Linked DNA regions of Gossypium hirsutum: region 2 is linked to region 1. The links are chromatin contacts, called in public Hi-C maps. All regions are on one chromosome and are shown on one strand. Each heading gives the region's core, a stretch centred on a gene start, on an enhancer-like site or on the middle of the called end of the contact. The rest is flanking DNA. Distances are from core to core; before and after follow the strand shown.

Region 1 (6,088 bases), core at 981-3,480:
ACAAGTATAGTGCTATTATAAAGGCATACCATTTCCTGATTGCTGCCGATATAGGTATAAAATCCCCCTGTATTTAGAAAGAAGCAAAAAGGAAGAGATTAGTTCAAACTTTGTACTGTGGTAATAACTGAAGGTTAATAGTGAAGAAAGGAACTGCCAAGGCTTACTTAGAGGCTTCTTCGTAGCTGAAAAACTTCACTGCTGAGTTAGGAATGATGCGAGCACAATTAGTACCATTTCCTTTAAACATTCCCCTGAAACCCTCAGTTCTCCATATGTATTTCAAACCCTGGATTGTTCCATTGTATTTTATACTATGAGGATTCTGAACCTGCAGGCTCGGAAAGAAAATCCTGTCAATCTACAGGCTGTAAAAAAATGGAAACAGCTACTCTATAATAGAAATACTCTAGGACATATACAATGTAGTTAAAGCTCTGATTATCACCAGCAGTAACAAAATTGAGAATAGAAAATATGTTGAACTTTCACTAGGAAGAACAAGGAGGCATTGGCTATAAACTATAGCATTGCAAAAAATGAGAACTTAATGGATAAGGACCAAATGATGATGATAACATAAACTACCTGAAGTAAAATTTTTAATCTTTCTAGGGGAGCAACAGCACTACGTGACCTGAAATAGATACAACATACACTAAGTAAAGCAAGCTGGCAATGGAAATGGAAAGTCAAACATTATAATAATACAATATAGATACAAAAGTATTCCATGACCATAGCAGAAGGTGCAATCAGGTCAAATGAAAAAAAGCATCCAAAGGGCAACAGGGTAATATTTCATCCTCAGATCTTCCGTACCATTCCCACCATCTTTAGGACAACAAAAGTTGCAAGCAAAGGGTTTAGAAAATGGAATGAATATATTCTTCATTTATCAACATCAAAAGAGTCAACCATCCCTCAGGCCCTCCAGTGAACTACCAGCAAGGCCACAAAAGTAACCATCAAATTTCTCCAAGCATCAAATGGCACCATAGTCAATATCCCTGAATTTTAACGACCATGCCTCTTACTGGGAGTGGAAATATACAAACAGAGAGAAACCATATTGAAAACACCTCACAACCTATTAAAATCCTAAATGATGAAAAAGGCCTTTTTTTCCCCTGAAGAATCAACGTACGTTAATTCAGTGACAAAGTAACTGTTACTTTAAAAAACCATTTTGCATCTCCAAGAATTTCCACATCATTACCAATAAATACCAAACAGTGACCTTTACATGGTTATCATCCCTTATTCACAAATACCAAAAGAAGAAGAGACCCCAATTCAATATTTTACATAATTAGAGTATCAATAGTAAAAGATTCATAAAACAGAGAATTAAACATATTGAAGAACATTTTCATCATAAAAAAATAAAGAGTGATTAAATTTTAACCAAAAATACATATTTTCTTGGATTCAACATAATAGAGGAAAAAGAAGCATACTTCGATTTTCCAATTTCAAAGTTAACAAGTCCTGTTAAGAAAATCACTGCTTTCCAGAAAAAGTAACTGAGTTTATATAAAAAAAAAGGTTACATTATTTTTCTAAAAGCGGAAAATTATGATACTGAGTTGAACAAGCAAAAACAAGAAGGAAAAAGAAAGTTTTCAAAAAAAAAATAGATGAATTAACTTAAAGGACCAAAAAATTATCGGAGGAAACAAAAAAACACGATCAAACTAGTCGAAGATTAAAAAAAAAGAAAAGGAAAGGCAAAGAGCGGATCTTAAGAAAGAAAGGGACTTACACTCCACCGGCGACACCACCAGCAACAAGAGACTTGCAAATACTAAGCAACGCATGGCTCGGCGCCTTAACTCCTTCGCTAGCTATCTTCGCTTCTTCCGCCAGATTCACGATCGTCGAGACCGCAGACTCGCTTCTTTTCACATCCTCAGACGCCATTTTTTGGGAAATAAAATTTAAAAAAAAAGAGAGGAAAAAAGCAATTCAGACAGAGATATAACGTTGGAACCGTAACTTATCCGATCAAAATATGGCGCTGAGCAGACACCGGTGATCGGAGAAGAAGAAGAGATCCTGTTTGCAGTGATTAGGGGAATGAGTGAAAGTGAGCAAGCATTGGCTAAGTTGATAGAAAAACAAAGAAAAGGGTACTTGTAGAAAAATATATAACTGCTGGAACTTGGCGGAGATAAATGAAATTTCCATATCCAGAATACCCTCTCTTTTCACTCTACAACTAACCCTCGTTTCCTCTCAAAACAAACAAACAAAAAATATATATATATATTTTTAATTAATAAGATTAAAAAATAAATCACCAAAATTAATATGAATATGATATAAATTTGAAGTGTAATATTACAGTAAATTATAAGATTTTGTTTTGATACAAGGAATTATAAAAATATAATAATACAAACATATACACAAGTATACTTGGTTTGGAATCTTTAAAATTGTACATTAAATAACGAAAAAACTTACTTTTTCTTATAAAATAGAATTGTGAGTTACCCTTTAATTAAGAATCTTACCTTGTTTAATGATTTTTATTAATTTAAAGTTTTGGAATTTAATATAATTATAGTAAGAAAAAATGATACGTTATTGGCAATTATTTTTTCAAGATAGTATTTAATTCGAATTTACAAGTTTGCCAAAAATATAAATTCCTTTTAGTTAAGCTTTTAACGAATTTTGGTAAGAGTAAGAAGCTAAATATTTTAGGGCAGAAGTAGATTACGATTTCCTAAACTCATTCTATTCCATTAAGTAAATATTGCGTATCGCACTGCTATGTTTGGATGATTTTCCTAAATATAACCTAAATCCAAAATATCCTTTCCATTAATATCAAGTTTTAGTAATCAAATTTCAATATTTCATAAATTACAAATAAATAAATCAATTTGCGATTTGTCATTTGTCATTTGGCACTTCGCAATGTAACGTTTTAACTCGCACTTATAACAGTTTTTAATAAAATTAAATTATGATAAATGTGGATAAAATTTTAGCTAGAGTTGATTTAAAATTTTTACATATAAATTTTATATAAAAATATAAAAAGTATTTGTTATTTTTTAAATATAAAAATATTTTAATCATTTTGATTTATAATATCAAATTTTTAAATATAATATAAATTAAAGAAATTGTCATGCGCTTTATAGTTAATTTTATTTTTTTAAAACATGTAATAATTTTATCTTTTCAATTTTCGTTGATAATAGAATACTAATGCACATAAACTTTTGTTATTTTACTAATTGAGTTTATTACTTATTAGATTATATCACAAGAATTTTTTAAAATATATATATTTATAAATTTATTTCTAATTAAAAGGAAAATATATTTTTTGAGTTGAATGAGTCTTAACTCGGTTGTCATTTACATTGTTGCTATTATAGAGGACATAAGCTAAAATGTGTTTATTTTTCTATTTAAATATTAAAAAAAGTTATGAGTACTTATAAGCACTATATAAAAAGATTAATATTATTTTAGAGTATTGGTTGAATTTTTCTTTATTAAAGCCTAAGGTTCAAAATTGTATTTGTAAATTATTAAAAAAATACATAAACACCTTTGAAATAAATATTTGTTGTTTGTTAAAATGCTATTTTAGATTTTTTTTAATTGAGTTGTTATTTAGTTAATTCAAGACATAAACTTAGTGAAAAGTTTTATATAATATATTTATTTAAAACCAAATAACACTTTGGTTGAAATGGTAAAATTAAGAAAATAAATGTTATGGGTGTCTCATGTTTAAATATCATTAGAAGTTCACATAAAAAAAATATAAAAATGCTCTCAAATTAATATGAGTTGTTTTATCAAAATTATAACATTCTGATAATTTAATAACTGAGTTGGGACTCGATTATGGGTGACACTAACTTAGCCAAAAATATTTATTTTATAATATTATTTAAGCCCTTGATTTAGGTTGTGAAATTACAAAAATGCCTTCTCTTATTTAAAGTAAGTTATATTATTTGACGGTGTTTAAGTTTTTTAATTAAAAAACAATAAAAAAATATGCTTATGTTGGGATTTGAATTCATGCCAATTGTATTAAATTTTATTTTTATTTTTTATACAGTTTAATTTTATTATGCATACTTTATTACCTCCAATTGCATATATTGATAATGTTATTGATTGAGCTGGTATCATAAATCAATTTGACACTAACTCGAGATTGATGATAATATAATGATAAATAATTGTACTACATTTAGAATTCTTAATATGATGTATTACGTGTTTAAATTTCATTTTACTTATAATTTAATATATTATTTATTTTAATATTACATATATTTCATGTGTTATTATTAATTAATTTCAAATTTTATTTTTATTATTTATTGTATGTTATTTTTAGACACTTTTCTATATTTTTAGTATATAATTTTCATATGGGTATGTGTGATAGCCATATATATAACAAGTATAGAAGTGTAAATAGATGATAGAAATTATTCATATCATATTTTTGCTTTCGCCCTCTCTTTATAAGCAAAAGCTGTGGCTAGTTTGATGGAAGGGGTGAGGTCCACAAATTTTGATGATAGTGAATTTCGAGCACATAGTTAAAGGCTAAGGCAGAACCTGAAGAACATCATAGTGATGAGTATAGAGTAAAGAGAAAGGGAGAATTTCATGGATGTTAAATAAAGAGTAGGTTAGGATAGTGCCATTTTCATCCACATATATATATATTTTTTGGGGGGGGGGGGGTGGGGGCGGTCCTTGCTTAAAAATTCAACTGTACCACCCTCTTTTTAGATTCTTGTGCGTTGTGGATGTAGTTATGACAACGATTTTTCAAATTTTTCTACATTTAATATTTTCATATTTAAATTAATAATTATTTACTACATTCGTAATTAATTTTTTAAGGGTTGACTTTACCAATTATATTTTTTTGTTTTATTTTAGTTATTTAAATATTATTTGTTAGTTTAATAATTAAATTTTTTAAAATTAAATATTTTAATCACTCTCTCATTAGTTATCACTAAATGAGTGATAGAAGTTGATATTGACTTTTTTTATTGGTCCAATAACAAATTTAATCTCTACTGTTTATCAAATCAATCAATTTGATCTTAAATATAAAAAATCTAACAATTTTAACCTTTAATCAAGCAATTTGAAGTCATTTTCATCTTTTATGGTGCAAGGAGAACCGCCACCTTGAGTATTGGATTGTGGAAGTGTAACAAGAAACAAAAGATTCTTGAGGCACCATGGACGGATAAGTTGCATGTTAAGAAATTACTAAGTGAGTTGGCTAATTCCATACCCGCATTGCAAGAAGAAATGGAACCTATGTACCAAAATAACCAGAACATACTTTGGGTTTTTTGCATAAAAGCCCCAAAATCCTGAATTCACCCCAAAAAAACCTATGCACCAAAATAACTAAAATCCCTCAAACCAAAAATTCATTATTACCTCCACAACTATCACCTTTGGTCACCATCAGCCAACCACCATTTTTGTTGTTTTCATTAGCAAACTGTTGGACATCGCTGTTACACTTCCCACCCAATTAAGTGTCAACATCTGATGCTCTCGGTTGTCTTGCAGCAAGCCCATGCGACATGCATGTACTGTTGTTCCTGTGATGCCGACTATTGAGCATGATGCCTAGCCCATATGTGGTATAGGCCGCTTGATCATCTCTTAGCTAGTGCATGATGCCTCGGCCATGCGATTGGTTCTGCTAAGTGTTGAAACTGACAAGGGCACGATGTACTCGCCTATACACCCAATCGTGTGATCGACTAGGCGTGATGCTCGACAATCGCCACTAGTTGTACACGGCTACTAGGGCGTAAAGCTCCGACAACTCCTACGCACTGTGCATTTGGCTAAAGTGCAACACCATGGCATTTTGTGCTATTCCTGTAGGTCCGACAGTGCTCTAAGCAATTCCGCCCACACTATCACATGTTGGTTAGCCATCCATGGCGGTTTGTGGTTCATTCATTTTTCGCTCAGTTTAGCTTATGGGCCCGTCTCGCTTTTTTGGGTTTTGCCAAAAAGTTTAAGGTACTGAAATTCCTAGTTCGTTTCCAATTTA
Region 2 (6,088 bases), core at 1,586-4,085, 150 kb after region 1:
TCCAAACACTAAGAAGTTTTGTTTCTACTCTATTGGAAATTTCATCGAACACCTTTAAGGAACCGTTGGGGACCTTTGGCTTATAGGAAAAAGAGAGAAAAAATTAGCAAAATTAGGGTAGAGCGACTTTTTATTTAATAATACGTATAAATTTATGACTTAAATTAATTTCATCCAATGATTTAAATTATTTTAATTTTACTTTTTCAATTTTTCTCACGGTTACAAAAATTCTCACCATATTGTAGTTGTCTCAATATTATGTAAATAAATGCACGACCATTGATAATAAATGTAAAAAGGAAGAGATAGCAAGTCTGTATCGTTGCATGTATTTTAGCCACATATGTGTATATAGCATATTAATTACACATCTCTCTTTTTCTTTTAATTGGTGTATTTAAAAACATTGGTATGGTACTATGAAGTTAGGATATCCAAACCAATTCTCCCTCCTCCGGTTTCCCACAACTGGTAAAAAAATCAGGACCATGAACTGTTCTAAATCTGTGTAATTAATATGTGAACCCTAGTTCCTTCCAAATCGACGGCTTCTTTTGTTCTGACATTTGGTCTTTGATTCTCATGAAAATTTATCTGATCTTTAAACAATAAATTATTATTACTTAAAAGCCAAGCATAAACGCAATAATTAAATAAAGGGCAAAGATAATATATTATATAAAGAATTTATAGCTTTAACAATCAATGAAACAAAATTAGCTTCCTTATAAATATAATAATATCCACACCCCCCAATCACTAGCATGACCTTGATTTTTTTTTATACAACTATTATTTAAATTTAAATTACTTTTAGAGTAGGTAATACCCAATTAAGAGACTATAAATTTAAAATTATTTTTTTATTTTAATTTGATCCATTTACATTTATAATGTCATTACTCTATATAACTAACACCGTTAAGTCAATTAAAATAATAGTGTGAATTTATTTTAATAATATCCCTTTCAGAAAAAGAAAAAACAGTTGAAAAGGTTGTTTTTATCATATAATTATTAAATTATAAGGATTGATAACCATATTATAAAAAATAAAAACCAAATTATGTGAAATCAAAACATAAAAACTAAAATTTAATACAACATAACAGAAGACGAAAATCATAATTTAACAAAACAATATTGATTTAGTTTAAAAAGTCAAAAGAAACTGAAAAGAGATCAGGAATGAAGCTAGTATCTATTAGATACGACTGGAATAATCTAGTTCTATTCCATATATATATATATATTGGAAATATTGGAAAAGGAGACGTTTTGATGGAGGGACCACTATAAACAATTATAATAAGTAAAAGCTAGAGTTTCTTAGTTAGGGAATTAGTTGATAATAAATTTTTATATATTAGTCCTTTCAAAAAAAATTATTTATTACTTCTGCATATATAATTAACTAAAAACACAATGCAATATTTGTTGGATTCTATTTTACCTTTATGATTTTCAAACAAACCAGATCAGATTTTCAGGTACTAGTGAAAACAATAATTATTACGGAATCAAAATAAAAATGGTAGCTCCTAGCTGCCTCAATTAATTTCACCTTTCTGGCTTCGCATTCATAGTTCACATGATATCACAGCAGTTAGAAACCCTGTTTTTTTTTTCCGGATTAAGTTTTAACGTGTGTTCATACTTCATCTAAGAGTCATTCGATCTTAATTAATCTATCAACAATGTCGGAGGTATACGTAGATATAATTATTTTTCATTATGATTTCTTTCATAGGGAGGCAAATTTAAAAATTAACTTTAATTATTTATAGAATAAATCACTACAAATTAAATTTGATAACCAAATATTTAAATTTAATTCAAACCAGAAAAACAAAATTAAAAACAATTTGATATTGACTTTTTTTTTTAATTTTCACCTTAGAATCAATCATTAAAACTAATGAATTGAATAATTAAATTAGCTAAACTTAAACAAACTCATTATTTATGCATAATTTGAGATATCAAAATTTTAAAGCCCCAATTTTGTTATAAACTAAAATCTCATTGACTTAAGTAGATTATGACACATCCCTAATATTGAAAGTTAAAAATAAACATCACAAAACATCATGACGTTTGAGATATTTGTCACCATAAGGTAAAAAATAAATTTGAATTATTTGTTTCATTGTATAAACGTCATGAAATTTTCACCCTAGATTATACCTAAAATCAATGTTGATTTATTTTTGAAATATGACGAAACATTATTTTTTGTATAGTGAATGTGGGTGAATTATTAAAAGTTTTATGTAAAAAATAAACGAAACTATAAAATTAAAATATGTGTGATTTATTATGTTTTAGATTCAAATTTCACTATATTTTTTTATTAATTTTTAAAATATAAAAGAAAAAAATAACCTCTTCATAATAAAATTTATTTTGTAGAAAATAATTTTCAAATATTTTTTTAACTAAAGTAGTGCTCAAGTCGAGACACCAAATTAGTAATAAGCTTAAATATAAGAAAAACTATTTAATAATTCTTCCCATCTTATGGGTTCAATTAACCACGAATTTTAAATATAACTCGAAAATTATAATAGAATTAAATTTAATTAATTTAGTATGCAAAAGAAGTGTCATATCTCTCAACCATCTTTGAATAAATGCAATCTTAGCAACATGGAAACTTCTTCCGTTTTTAATGGTTGATATGAAGACATCCGTGAACGCGGTAACACACTCGTTTTCTTCTTCTTTTTTTTCCCTTCGGCATAAACCAACTCCCTCAAGGAAAATCAGTCAATCACAAACTCCTTTCTTGTTTTCTCACTTTCTTTTTTGTTTTCCCTCTTACCAAACAAGATGGAGAAATCCCTAGCACAATACCAGAATCACCATCCCCAGGAGAAGAAGGAAAAACTTCAACAACAACAACAACAAAAGCAAAGTCAAAACCAGGAGAAGGCCAAGCAGCATCCTGTTTGGGACTGTGGTAGCAATCTTTATGACTCGTTTGAACTCAACTCCTTCAACCGTCAACTCGACTCAGCAATCCATTCAAGAACCATGTCCATGCCTCATCTAGTCGACAGAGCTCCTCCACAGTCAACCGCCTCTGCCCTTCCGCCTCCAGTTTCCAAGAAGCAGTTTTCCAAGTTCTCTCGGTCTATTCAAAAACTCTTCAAATCCATGTTTAGATTCAGACAAAGTTCGAGTTCTTCCATTATGTGGCTGAAACAAAGATCGCACGACGACTACTACGTGGTTTACGACAAGACAGGTTCGCTCACAACCATCCCTGAGGTCCCGGAGATTGATTTTGGAGGGCTTTCGCCGGAGATTAACGCCTTGGTTGCTAAGAGAACTGCATCCGAAAGATTCACTGCAGCCTCCACTGTCGGTATTTCATGTGCTTGAATTACAAAAACTATAAAGAAGCATATACAGATTACTGATAGTATATCTGCACAATGAAGATGCAGTCAAATAGTTTGTGGATATTTTTTTAACAATATTTTGAAGTTTTTTTAGGATGTTTTCTTTTAGTCCTTAAGGTTAGGTTACTTGGTGTTTTGAACTTTGACCTATTCATATCTAATTAATGAACTGGATTGAGTCATTTCTTTATGATCTTTTGTTGGCCAAACTTCGTGATTAGCGTTCTCGTTTTGTTGGTTAATTAATCTACCGGAAGGGAATTAAGCGATCTATAAGTTCTACCTACTCCAGTGACTGTAATGGCTCAAACCACCATTGTCGCTGCTATGAGGTGGTCTAAGTTTTTTCATAGTTGTCGCATAATCAAAACATGTTTTTGTTTTACCAAAAAAAAAAAACATGTTTTTGTTGCTGAAATGTGGGAAAGAAATTAAGGTTTTTCTTTCATATAATATGCTAGAACTGAAGGGTATTCATTTGCTTTATGTATGTGGTCACTATGCATAGCTAGCAAATGACTGGGAACTTTTATCTAGCAAAAACCATTAATACTACACCAGTTTAATTCCCGATAAATTTTTGTTTTAATCACTTAATTAGAAAAAAATACAATTTGATTACTAATATTTTTAAAGTTATTTTTTTAGTCTTGGACTATTAAGTAGCTTACAATGGTACTTTTTTAATTGCTATAATAATAATTTTAGTTCTCATTTATACTTTTGACAATTAACCCTAATTATATATATAAATAATAATAATAAACCTCAAATTTATTTAAAAACTAGAAAATTTTATAAAAAATTTCAAGTTATTGCTAGGTTATTACAACAACAACTATTTAGCGTTGCCATAAAATCATAAAACGAATAAAAAAAATAGATCAATTTCAATCTCTTAACAAAATATTCATCTTATATAAAGATTAAATATGATTAAAAATTAATGTTCATGCAAGAAAACTCAAGATTCTATCGTAGTAAAGCTCAAGATTGTTTGATATTGTGATATAAGAACGAAATAATCATTTAGTAAAATCCAATAAAAAATTAATAACACAACAGAACCAAATTAGTAGTAATATCTTCAAGTCAAGTTCTATGATATTGAAGAAATTCTTCTAAAATTGATATTTTTGAGACTTTTGAATTGACTCTGATGCCATTTGTTTAGCCAAAAAATACAAAATTTTCTTTTTCAAGTTAAATTTAAAATTATTTTTCAAAACTCAAATGATAAACCCAAATTATATTTCAAATCTTTTTCTTTTATTATAATGAAAATATATATTTCCCTCGTCCTCTCTCACTTTATCTATTTTTTATTTTTTATTTTTTGAACTTTTATGTGTTTTTTAAATTTTTATTTATTTTTTGAATTTTCAGAAATTCTTAGTATCCTATCAATTTTTAGAAAAGGGTATTGTACAAGCCCAATTTGTAGGCCCAACTAACACAACAGAAGCCCAAAACCCAAGTTAGCCCAATACTCAAAATCAAAAAATAATAAACAAACCCTAGGTGCACCGCACCTAGGGGTCTTTTACCAGCCGACGCCTGCAGCACCGCCCATGTCACATCCACCGCCCAAGTACCTGCAAGAAGAACAGAGTAATCAATTGAAAAACAAGTTGTAAAGAAATAGGGTTATAAAAAGGCAAGCAAAAATAGATGTTTTTTGGCAATCTTTGATATACAAAAAAGGGCATTCAGTTTTTTAAGCAAAAAAAGCAGCAACTCTAGTGATATCAAAAGTAAGAACATAGCATCAAATCAAATCAAAAAACCTGAGAAATCGAATCTGAAGGCCCAAGGTGATTCTTCTACCTTTTTTCGTTTCTATTTCATGGTCGAATCTATCCCTTCCATATTCATATATGCATGAATATACAATATTAAGAAATAAAAAAATAAACACATCATTAAAACGCAAAAAAAAAAGAGATTCTTACCTCTGACCGCCGTACACGGCGGTCGCCGACGGCGGAGACGCGGCGGAGGGCGGTGGCAGCTCACCGGAGCCCTGACCGGACTAGGAGCGCCTGCACGAAGAAAAGGAAAGAAAGAAAGTGTTTTTTTAAAAACAAAAAGGAAGAATGAAATTTTTTTAAAAAAAATTAGTTTATATATAGGTATAAAACGACGTAGTTTTAGGGGGATTTTGGAGACCTCAAAACGGCGCCGTTTAGGCGACCCAACCCGCTAGAGGATCCGCGTATTTTTGTATAATGGTCTAATTGCGCGCGGGGTCCTTCTGCTTTTTATATATTTCGCAATCAGGTTTTCATATCTTTTAAATTAGCCCAGAATTTTATCGTGTTTTGCAATTTGGTCCTCCCTTCAGCGACATCATTTTAAGGGCTCGAGAAAATTGCCCTTTTGGCCCTCTGTAATCGCACGCGTGTTCAAATAGGTCCCTTATTTAATATTTCTTTTTAAATTGGCCCCAAAACCTCACTTTTGATTCGAATTTAGTCCCTTTTTTAGATTTAGGTTGGTTTTATATTGTTTTACCATTTTTATTTTTAATATTATTTATTATTCTATTTATTATTATCGTTATTATTATTAGCATATTTTACTACTATTAGAATTATTTTTTAGTTTCAATCAACACTGGTACATACATATTATATATATATATTTATGTTTTTTTTTTATTTTTTTTAATTATATTA

Evidence for each region. Hi-C and Micro-C count contacts between places; a contact is called where the count stands out from the background.
Region 2: a contact with region 1 is called in a Hi-C map of leaf, with 2.0 times the contacts expected there. The contact joins the promoter of LOC107928768 here to the promoter of LOC107928781 in region 1. A contact is called at or near these places in 12 of 34 Hi-C or Micro-C datasets (anther, callus, hypocotyl and 2 more).

What each region holds. Positions count from the first base shown.
Region 1 is chrA08:75,574,874-75,580,961 of Gossypium_hirsutum_v2.1, forward strand. LOC107928781 (mitochondrial adenine nucleotide transporter ADNT1) reads right to left here and starts at 2,231. Exons shown (of 9, transcript XM_016860046.2): 1 at 1,766-2,231; 2 at 589-637; 3 at 168-331; 4 at 30-67. The coding sequence starts at 1,923.
Region 2 is chrA08:75,726,403-75,732,490 of Gossypium_hirsutum_v2.1, forward strand. It overlaps LOC107928768, which reads left to right and starts at 2,836. Exons shown (of 1, transcript XM_016860035.2): 1 at 2,836-3,390. The coding sequence starts at 2,836. The coding sequence ends at 3,390.